2 separate regions of the Hordeum vulgare genome follow, and region 2 is linked to region 1. Evidence: chromatin contacts called from public Hi-C data. All regions are on one chromosome and are shown on one strand. The core of a region is the stretch at or near the end of the contact, and the rest is flanking DNA. Distances in the headings are between cores, read along the strand shown.

Region 1 (4,935 bases), core at 1,666-4,165:
TTATTCATATATATCAGGCCCATAATTTAATGAAAAGTACATGTGTCAAAATGATTCAACCATCATGTCAAGAGATCAGCTTATCAGAAAGCAAGACAGTAGTGAATCATCATAGGTTGAAACTAAATAGTACAAAATCAAGCTAAGTATGCATTTCTAGTTAAGCTTCCTTCACAGACATGTTTAGGCAATCACGAGTCCTAAGATAAAAATAAGAATCAATTAAACTCTTTACAATGTACTCCCTCCGTAAAGAAATATAAGAGTATCTTATATCTCTTAACATGGCTGTGATTGTAAAGTAGTGATCTTAACACTCTTAAATTTCTTTACGGAGGGAGTAGCAAATAAAGCAATAACAAGTCCAGCTAAAATGATTCGCATTCAGATTATTAACACAAAGGCCCTAAAGGAGACAGAAACAAATGCCGTAATTGTAAACTGTCACCAGCGAAGCACATGAACAAAATTAGCCAACACTTAACCAGATTGTGCATAATAAAACTACTTAAGTACTGAGACGACATAGAAAGCCCATATAAAAAATGGGCAAAATAAACATTTTTTTGTTATTCAAAATATACTCCATCAAATTATGGACCGGAGTAAGCAGTTAATTAGCTAGAAACTTTATAAAATTTACTTAACCTTGTATGATGTGGTTATCAAATTTTATGTCTAAAGTAGAATGCAGATTACAAAATGAAAATAAATAAATAAAATAACTCGGGTCACAGGATACTAGCAAATTAGCAAGACAAGAATATTTCGGGAGCCTTCTTCTCACAATCACATAATGCAGCATTTTGTATGAAAAAAAAATATGACTAAAACAAATATTCGACATACCTCTAGAATCTCAGTAACCTATAAAAGACTCTACATTCAAGGCTTGCTATCCATGGGTCATGGCATCAAAAAACAATGACATAAATTTATTGCCAAAAGGCATGCTATACTTGCAGAATATGACCGGCATTCCCTGCAACCCTCGCTCAGTTGCTTACATACTTTCATATCCACAAGGAAGTGACAACATCGAAAAGCTTAAATGCAATCGTCTAGGCAAACAGGTTTCCATATTACCACTAGATTCAGGACAAACAATATTATATTTAGCCATAGCATTGATGTAAATTTCAACATACAATACTCTACGTCAATTCAGATAACTTCATAATATCCACGATCCAAGATGAAAAGATGCCTAAAATCACCAGAAGTAACTTCACATTTGTTATTGTGGGATTTATAAAACAAATGTATTAGAAATTGAGCATTGATTTTCTGACAAAATTGCATATAAATTTTGTCATAGTGGTCAGTTTCAAACTTACAGCAAGCATACTCAGATATGCCAAAGGCCAGCCAGTTGTTGCTTAGCAAAATTATTTCTTTTGCGCAAGTTTATAACATTCTTACTCATTATGTCAGCACTTCCAGTTATATATTATGAAAAGAAGCACTACATGTTATCAAGAGGCGGGCTAAAATATAACATACCTATTAATTGAACGATGCTCCAGCTCAAGGTCAATTTTCCTCCAGTCTTTTCCTTTCTCCTGCAACACCACTTCCCGTGGCTTGGCATCACCGAATGGATTTACCTTTGGCCGTGCTCTTGGTGCTCCCTCACTCCCAACTGCAGAGACCTGTGATCCAGGGCTCCCAGGGCGGGAGGAATGTGCGCTGTTCGGCCTACTGGAGTGCGAGCTAGTAGGCCGACTGGTTTTCTTCTCAATGTCACCCTCCATCTTCCTCCAATCAAGGCCCTTCTCAGCCAGCACCTCCTCACGGGGCTTTGCAGCTCCGAAGGGGCTTGGTCTGCTACGTGTGACCTCAGCAGCTGGCACAGCAGCCGCTGAGGGATCACGTTTTGGTGGATTGAGGTTGAGGCGCGGCCTATCACCATTGTTGGTCATAGTAGGGGCAGAGACGCCACCGCGGACCCAGCGATCAGAGTCAGATGGCCCTGGTGAGTCACGGAAACCGCCACCAGATGATTCTCGGAAACCACCACCAGATGATTCGCGGAAACCACCACCAGATGATTCGCGGAAACCACCGCCTGGTGATTCACGGAAACCACCGCCGGTTCCAAGGCTAGGGTAGCGCGACGGGAGTGGCTTCTTGTCGCGCGACCAGTTGTCTATGTCATCTGAGCGGCCGAGCGGAGACGCGCCACTGAGTCTATCACGCCGGCCAGAGTCGGTAGGAGCCGGCGAGAAACTCTTGTTCTTGCCCCAGTCGTCCGACTCGTCGGCGCGGGAGCGCATATCGAGATCCGAATCCCTGCTGGGCCGGCGTTCGTCGTCGAATCCGCCGCCGCGCTCCCTGTCGCCGCCATAGGAGCGGAACCCGCGGGATCGGTCCTGCTCTTCCTCGGAGCGCTCCCTTGGGCCGGTGGGGAGCATCATCATCTCCTGCGGGGTGAGGCCCTTGGGCTCAGCGGGGGCGGCGCGGCGAGGCGCGCCGGCGGCCCCATAGGTGGTGAACTCCGAGAGGGAGAGGGTGGTGCCCTTCTTCTTCTTCTGCTTGCCGCCGCCGGCGACGACGGCCTCCTTGAGGCTGGGGAAGCTGGCGGCGCCGCCCGCGGCGGCGGGCGGGTCGGGCGCGGGGAAGGACGCGGCGTGCTCGCGCTCCTCGTCCTCGCGCTCAGCGTCGAGCGCCCAGGCGCCGACGCCGCCCCAGGGCTTGGCCATGGCGTCGGCTTCGCGCTGCTGCTGGCGAGATCTAGGGTTGGGTCGGTGCTCAGGAGCGAACAATCGAGGGGGCGATTCGTTTGGGTGCGTTGTTGGGTTGGGTGGGTCTGAGCTGGGGGGTTGGCTGTGCTTTTGATTCTGACGGAACGGGAGGCCGTCGTGACCCACTCGTGGACGGTCGTGGCTCCGCCGTCGGATCGAGCTCGGCTTTCCTCTGTTCTCTCCTGTCTGTATACGGCTGGGAATAATAAACAACGTAAAGGCGTCTCATGCTTATATCATCTGAAATCTCGTGATTTCCGTGTATACATTTTAAAAATACCTATATATTAGTACTTGATTCAGAGTTTTGTAAAAGATTCAAACTTAATATCAAAATTCACGGAAGTACTGAGTACCTCAAACATAATAAAACTTACATCGAAATTCCGAGTTCACCGAATGATCACTATCGCCACCGGAATGAGCCGTCGATGTTGTTATTATCGCTCTTCTATCGGAGAAGGTTTAACTTTGTTGATGACAGTCAGAAAAGTTTGATACACATGCTCCAAGGACCACCGCCCTCGAGCCGTTGTCGCTTTTATTGACCCTTTCAACAAATCTGAAACACTCCACATCAAATCTCTTCACACGATAAGAAACACTACCCTCACTGCCACGAGGAGATGGTGGAATTCTATGCCAGTGCTCCATCAATTACGTCCAGATGGACGAGCTCGAGGAGGATCGAAGCCCGAAAGATATACTCGATGATAAAGCGTAGTCATCTGTTCAAACATCAACATGCGAGGACTTAACAATCCTGACCTAACCTACTAGCCAGAGCAGGGCATCAAGATTTCACTCCCTCGTGAGGACCTGCAAGGGCACGAAGCTATCACAATTCACGATAAGTAGAGTATATTGATCCCACATGAAGGGATTGCACACTTAACTACCAACCACACAACTATGTCGACACACAAATGGTTACGTTCACAACCAAAGCGTTATGTGAAAATATTCTACTCAGTGGTAGCTAGCGAAAACAATAATAATGGTAGTTTTGTCTAATCAACTAAGCAAAAGGTAACACGTGAATAAAACAGTGAATGCTCTCAAGGTGTTCAAAATCATTACTACCCACACGTTCTACGGATATCTAAACCATTTTCATATATTTCTTTGTGGGTGGAACCTGGTACGGTATAGAACGTCAAGCGTAGTCAATTGTATCATGCATGCCACCATTGTTCCTTCCCTAACATGTTACCATTGGATAACTGATAGAAAAACAAATAATCATGTCGTTATTCATGGCATCATCAATACATAGGCATTATGTCTGCAATAAGTATACCGTTAAACTTACTAATGCCTACTATTGTTACTCCATCAATCAACCGTCATCGAGCATGCATCTACGATATTAAGTTCATAACAAACAGGGTAATGCTTTAAGCAAGATGACATGATGTAGACAAACCAAGACCAAATAATATGTCTAGACCCCATCATTTTATCCTTAATAGCAACAATATGAATACGTGTCTTGGTACTCCTCCCGAGACAGAATGAGGACACCGCATGATTGAACCTACAAGTATGCAACACTCCCTCTAAAGATCTACTCATCTACTTGGCCATAACAAACTTATACATTAGAAAGCATGCATAGCTATGAAATAACACATAATAAATCTCAGATTGGATCAATTACTTTCTGTTGGAAATATGCCCTAGAGGCAATAATAAAATAGTTATTATTATATTTCCTTGTTCATGATAATCGTTTATTATCCATGCTAGAATTGTATTGATTGAAACTCAAATACATATGTGGATACATAGACAACACACTGTCCCTAGTGAGCCTCTAGTTGACTAGCTCGTTGATCAAAGATGGTCAAGGTTTCCTAGCCATAGACAAGTGTCGTCACTTGATAACAGGATCACATCATTAGGAGAATGATGTCATGGACAAGACCCAAACTATGAACGTAGCATATTATCGTGTCATTTTATTGCGGTTGTTTTCTGCATGTCAATGTATCTGTTCCTATGACCATGAGATCATGCAACTCCCAGACATCGGAGGAATACCTTGTGTGTATCAAACGTCGCAATGTAACTGGGTGATTATAAAGGTGCTCTACAGATATCTCCGACGGTGTGTGTTGGGTTGGCGTGAATCAAGACTGGGATTTGTCGCCCCGTGTGACGGAGAGGTATCTCGAGGCCCACTCGGTAA
Region 2 (4,935 bases), core at 1,056-3,555, 240 kb before region 1:
TTGGCTGTAATGTGTTCGCGTGTGTGAGCAATTCGGCCCAATGGCCCAGGTATCATGGCGTATGTACAAGAAGTAGACAGACAATTCCCCCACACAACCTTCCAATTTTCATGGCATCAAACCTAGCATCGTCCCCGAAACCCTAGGTGTTGCCGCCGTAGTGGCAGTGGCAATGGCAGCGGCAGCCCTGAGCTCAGTGGTGATGTTGATCTTGACGAAGTAGATGGCGAGCTACAGGTGAGACTCGTGTTGGTCAGTGACAGCAGCATGAGGTGAATGTGCGGAGGCTCGAGGATCAGAAGCCTTTGGTGACAGATTATGGCTCTGTGCGTGCGACCAGGAAAACGAGGGCTCCTGCAGGAGAGGTATGCATCTAGGAGGGAACGCAAACTGTGTGTGGAGGCAATGCAATTGTTCCTCGTGTCGAGCCAATTCCGAAGATAGAATTGATGCCAAATGACATCGAGTTAAAGAGTGCCAGAAACTACTTAATTTGATCGAGGAAGGCATTGTTATTGTTGATCTTGAAGGAAGGGGATAGAGGGCTTGTCTGGGAAGGGGGTGGGGGGCAACTGAGCCACTGCGCCTCATCTGTCAAGGTCAGCATATTTACCGGTTGTACCAGTAGCTCAGTGTCGGTTCAACCATTGTAGTTGCACTACTCTGCTCGCAGGATCAACATGCCATCTAAAGTGGCTGAACAGGTGTGCTAGTGTCAGTTGCACCGGTTTGGTCTTCGACTGCTAGTTTACTGCCCGTTGGGCTCGAAGCAGGCCGTACCGGTGGTTCAGAGTCAGTCAGCCTCTACAATTCTACACCGGTTCAGCCTTCCAACGGCTAGTTTGAGAGGGTGGAGTATAAATACTATCGTTGGCTGGCTTTGGTAGGTTATTGTTGCCCTTGGGAGTATTTATTGACCTTCCCCGCATAATCCGGATACTGGATATCTGGAAGCATCTCATCGAATACTGAGATATTTGGCGGGAAGTCTCGGGAAGCACATGGTTCAATAAAAATGATTGCCTATACATCGAAATTATATATGATGCTGATCGGTCCAATTGCCTTGACGATACGAGATCAACGTCAAGGGTGTCCTTGTGGGAGGGAACTTTGTATCCTTGGAGGAGCAAGAAGCAATCGATAGCGTCCCAATCTTGTATAGGAGCAGAGCATAGAGAGTCATTTCAGTGTGTTTGAGATGTTGGATGAGAGTCCTTCTGTCGGAGCTATGACCAATAAGGCTTTGGTGTGATAGCAAGTCAGCAATCAATGTCGCGAACAATTCGGTTCAGCATGTGGAGATAGATCAGTAGATCACTTGGTCATCAAAGAATGGCTTGAGCACAGAACACAGTCTAGTGATAGTACAAAATAACAAAAAATGGTAGTACCTTCAAGGTTTCCACTTTGCCGTCCTTGCACTCCTCGCCGCAGAAGCCACATATCGGCCCCTTCCCGGGCGCCCACTCCCCGAACACATCGGTGTACGAGGTGAGCTGAGGCAAGCGGAAGGCGCCGTCCCCGGTCCCTCCTCCCAGTCTCTCCTCCGCGAAGTAGGACGCCGGCGGGCGTGGCGTCACCTGCAAGCCCAGGGGCGCCTCTACGACGGCGCCAGGCCCAGGCTGCTGCGCCGCGGGGCGGGACGAGGTGGCGGAGAAGTTGATTAGGCCGAAGGCGTCTAGGAAGCCAAAGAGCTTCCGGAGGAGCGTGGCGTCGCCGACGAGCGCCTTGCGGACCTCGGTGAAGGTGAGGCGGCGGGCGGGGTCCTCCCGGTACTTGTTGATGATGTAGTCGCGGTACTCGCGGTAGATCCGGGGGTTCCGCGACGCCGTCCCGAAGCCGGTGCCGCCGGCGCCGCCGAAGAAGTCCGGGAGCGCCTGGCGCTCCGTCTCGTGGATGTCGTCCCAGCGGAACCAACCTGCGGGGGCGGAGGACGCGCAATTGGTGAGGCGGCCGAGCTTTCCGGCCCACGCGGCCCGGGCATATAACCCTAGTAGGAGCAAGGGTCGGGGAGGGGGCGCTTACCGGACGAGGCGGGGATGGTGTAGAGCTCGCGCGGCGGGCGCGACGGCGGCGCTTCGCCGGAGGAGGCGGCGCCGGCCGCCGCCGGCGACATGGGGGGAGGGCGGGAAGAGGGGGGCAGGGGGATTGGACGGGGCGATGCGGGCAGGAGAGATCTGGGCCGTCGGATCTGCAATTAAGGGGTGGATTTTTAAGCTAAGGTGTCGCGGTCTCGTTTTCGGGGGAGAGGGGAGGAAGGAGACGGTGCGGTGTTGTCCGAGACGAGAGTACGAGGGGTGTTGCGGTGCTTGGCGAGATTTTGTTGGTGCGCGTGCGCGTGGGGTGCCTGCCGCGTGGGGCTCGTGGTCGTCGGGTCTAGTGATATGGGGCCTTCGTTAACTAGTTTTGGGCCGTCACGGTGCAGCGTCCAAATCCTCAGTTCGGTTTCCTTCAAAATAAAAAAACAATTATGCTTTTTTATACCCCTAATAAAAGGTTATGTTTTTTTTTGCGGGGTTGGGGGTTGGGGGAGAAAAAATAAAGAAAGATAATATGTATCTTTGCTACAAAAATACAAGTTAAAAAAGTTAAAAAAAGATGGTCAGCCCTATTCCGAGATCAGTAGTTTTTGAACTGTGTTTGAAATCACTAGTTAGATGGTACCCTTTGCTCCGACTCAAAAGACAAAAAGATGGTACCCTTTGAAAAGTTCGATCACATCTCTTACATCTCGTTTTGTAGTGACAAGTGACACTTGTCGTAATCCAAAAGTCTTGTGCTTCTTTTAATTCATTGTTTTTTTGACATTTTATCTCTTGAACTATGTGTTCAAATCACTAACCATTTTAATCGTTGCATTTTTCGCGTCGAGATTTTTAGAACTGGATTTCATTTTAGTCAGTTAGGTTGGGACAAAATATATCCAAAAGAAAAGTTAAAACAAAAAAAGAGTAGAATCGTAACAAAGTGGAAATATAAAAAGGAAAACTCCAAACCCCAAAAAACGTAAAAAAACAAGAAGCACATAAGTTCTTTTCACTTTTATAGGGAAGCACACTATGCTTCTTCACTCTTTCCGAATCAAAAATCCATTTGGGTTCTTTTTTTCGCTTGCTTGGACCTTCCAGTCGTCTTGACTGGGTTTTTTCGTTCCTTTGAAATTGATGAAATCACCAAATGCATGCCATAGTCAACGAAAACATAGTCTCCTAATGAACCATCATCGTTAGGTAGTGTTAAATTAATTCAGAAAAATACGAGCACCTCTCACGATTCTAAAACTTGAACTCTTGCAGATTGGTTTATCACAAGGAAAACTAATCATCTAAGCAATGCTCAGTATGAAGAAGAAAGGGTTGCAAAGACAACGAAATTAAAGACGTTTTTGTCCTTGAGGCAAGGAATCCCTATTAATAGGCCTAACCACCTGTTTGGATGTAGGAAAAACTGCTTGGAATTGGCAATCTGGAATTGCCAGGCCAAATCCTGTTGTTTGGGGTGGTACAAGAATTGGGCTTGGAAAACTTGGCCCAATTCCAAGCGATGCACCAGCGCACGTCCACCCTCGCACAAGGTTTCTGAGAGGACGAGCCCGGAAAGGCTCGGAAATGCCCCGCACGCCCTACCTATTCGCTCGTTCCTGGATGAGCTCCTCTCGCTGCGACCCCATCTCACTCCCGACTTCCCTCAAGCAACCGGCGGCGGCTGTCAGTTCTTCGGCCCTCCTCTCCTGCTCGCATTCGTCCCTTCCCTCCCATCTGTCCCCTCATCCTCTTCCATGTGTTCTTTGGCCATGGAACGACCTCATCCGACGAGGCCCTCAAACCCTAGATTGTAGGGGATTTGTAGCGGGAATAGGTCGTTGGGAGGGGAACGACGGTGGTAGTGGAAGGACGGTTGGAGTGCCGCCATCCCCTCCCGTGTACAACCCCAAAATTTTTGTGGTGTCCCTAGGAGAACTCGAATTTGGAATTCCATGGTTTGTACATCCAAAAAGCAATTGGAATTGGGTGCTACCCTGTTATTCCAACAGTAAATTCCATGCAAAACCAAACAATAGAATTCAAATTGGAGCCCATTTCCTTTCCATCTTGGCTTTGTAATTTCCAGTCCAATTCAATTCCAAGTGAAAATGCAACTATTAGGAATGGCTTTGCATGTCATGACAAAATAAAGAATGAATTTGTGACATTGCTACTTGTCTTCTCATTGTTTCTCTCTATGTACGGCTTCTTTGCTTCACATAGAATTTTTGAAGGATTTTAATTTAAAAATTTGTATTGGATGTTTCATTCCCATAGGAAACGAATTCCGTGAAACTTTTCCTAAAAAATCATTTGCACTTCATTTTGGAGGATAGTTTCAACCTCGAACCTCTTTGTATAGTTCCTATGTTTTTTAAACACTTTAGTGCTAACTCCCGGGGCTTATACTATTCCTGTGGCATTCATTTGTACATACCATTTTAATTATGCCTTTTATTTGTTCCTATAGTCTAGAAATCATTGTGAGTGAAAAAGGCTTGTAATGAGTGCATCAACGGTAGCACTTAATTCGTAACACAAGCCCATTCGATGGCACTAGCACCATTTTAATTATGCCTTTTATTTGACCCGAGAAGGCCCGACCCAAAATGGGAAAGAAAGACCCATACTAGATGATGACTATATATTTCACTCTGAATTGTCGAGAGATCCACTCAAAGGAAAACTGCAGAGTAGAGCAATGAAGAGTGCAACCATAAGCTACATGAAACCCCTATGACTCATGTACCTCTGTCCTTGCTACCCCGTTGATACGTCCCAAACGTATCTATAATTTTTGTTTGTTCCATGCTCTTTTGGGTGACATTGTTATATGTTTTGCCACATTTTCATACCTTTTTACACATATTTGGACTAACCTACTAACTCAGTGCACCCAGTGCCAGTT

The links. Hi-C and Micro-C count contacts between places; a contact is called where the count stands out from the background.
Region 2: a contact with region 1 is called in a Hi-C map of seedling, with 4 times the contacts expected there. The contact joins the promoter of LOC123427013 here to the promoter of LOC123427012 in region 1. A contact is called at or near these places in 2 of 6 Hi-C or Micro-C datasets (seedling and an unstated tissue).

What each region holds. Positions count from the first base shown.
Region 1 is chr2H:528,367,254-528,372,188 of MorexV3_pseudomolecules_assembly, reverse strand. LOC123427012 (eukaryotic translation initiation factor 4B1) reads right to left here and starts at 2,915. Exons shown (of 3, transcript XM_045110941.1): 1 at 1,504-2,915. The coding sequence starts at 2,702.
Region 2 is chr2H:528,606,407-528,611,341 of MorexV3_pseudomolecules_assembly, reverse strand. It overlaps LOC123427013 (SWI/SNF complex subunit SWI3A homolog), which reads right to left and starts at 2,305. Exons shown (of 7, transcript XM_045110943.1): 1 at 2,029-2,305; 2 at 1,395-1,921. The coding sequence starts at 2,119.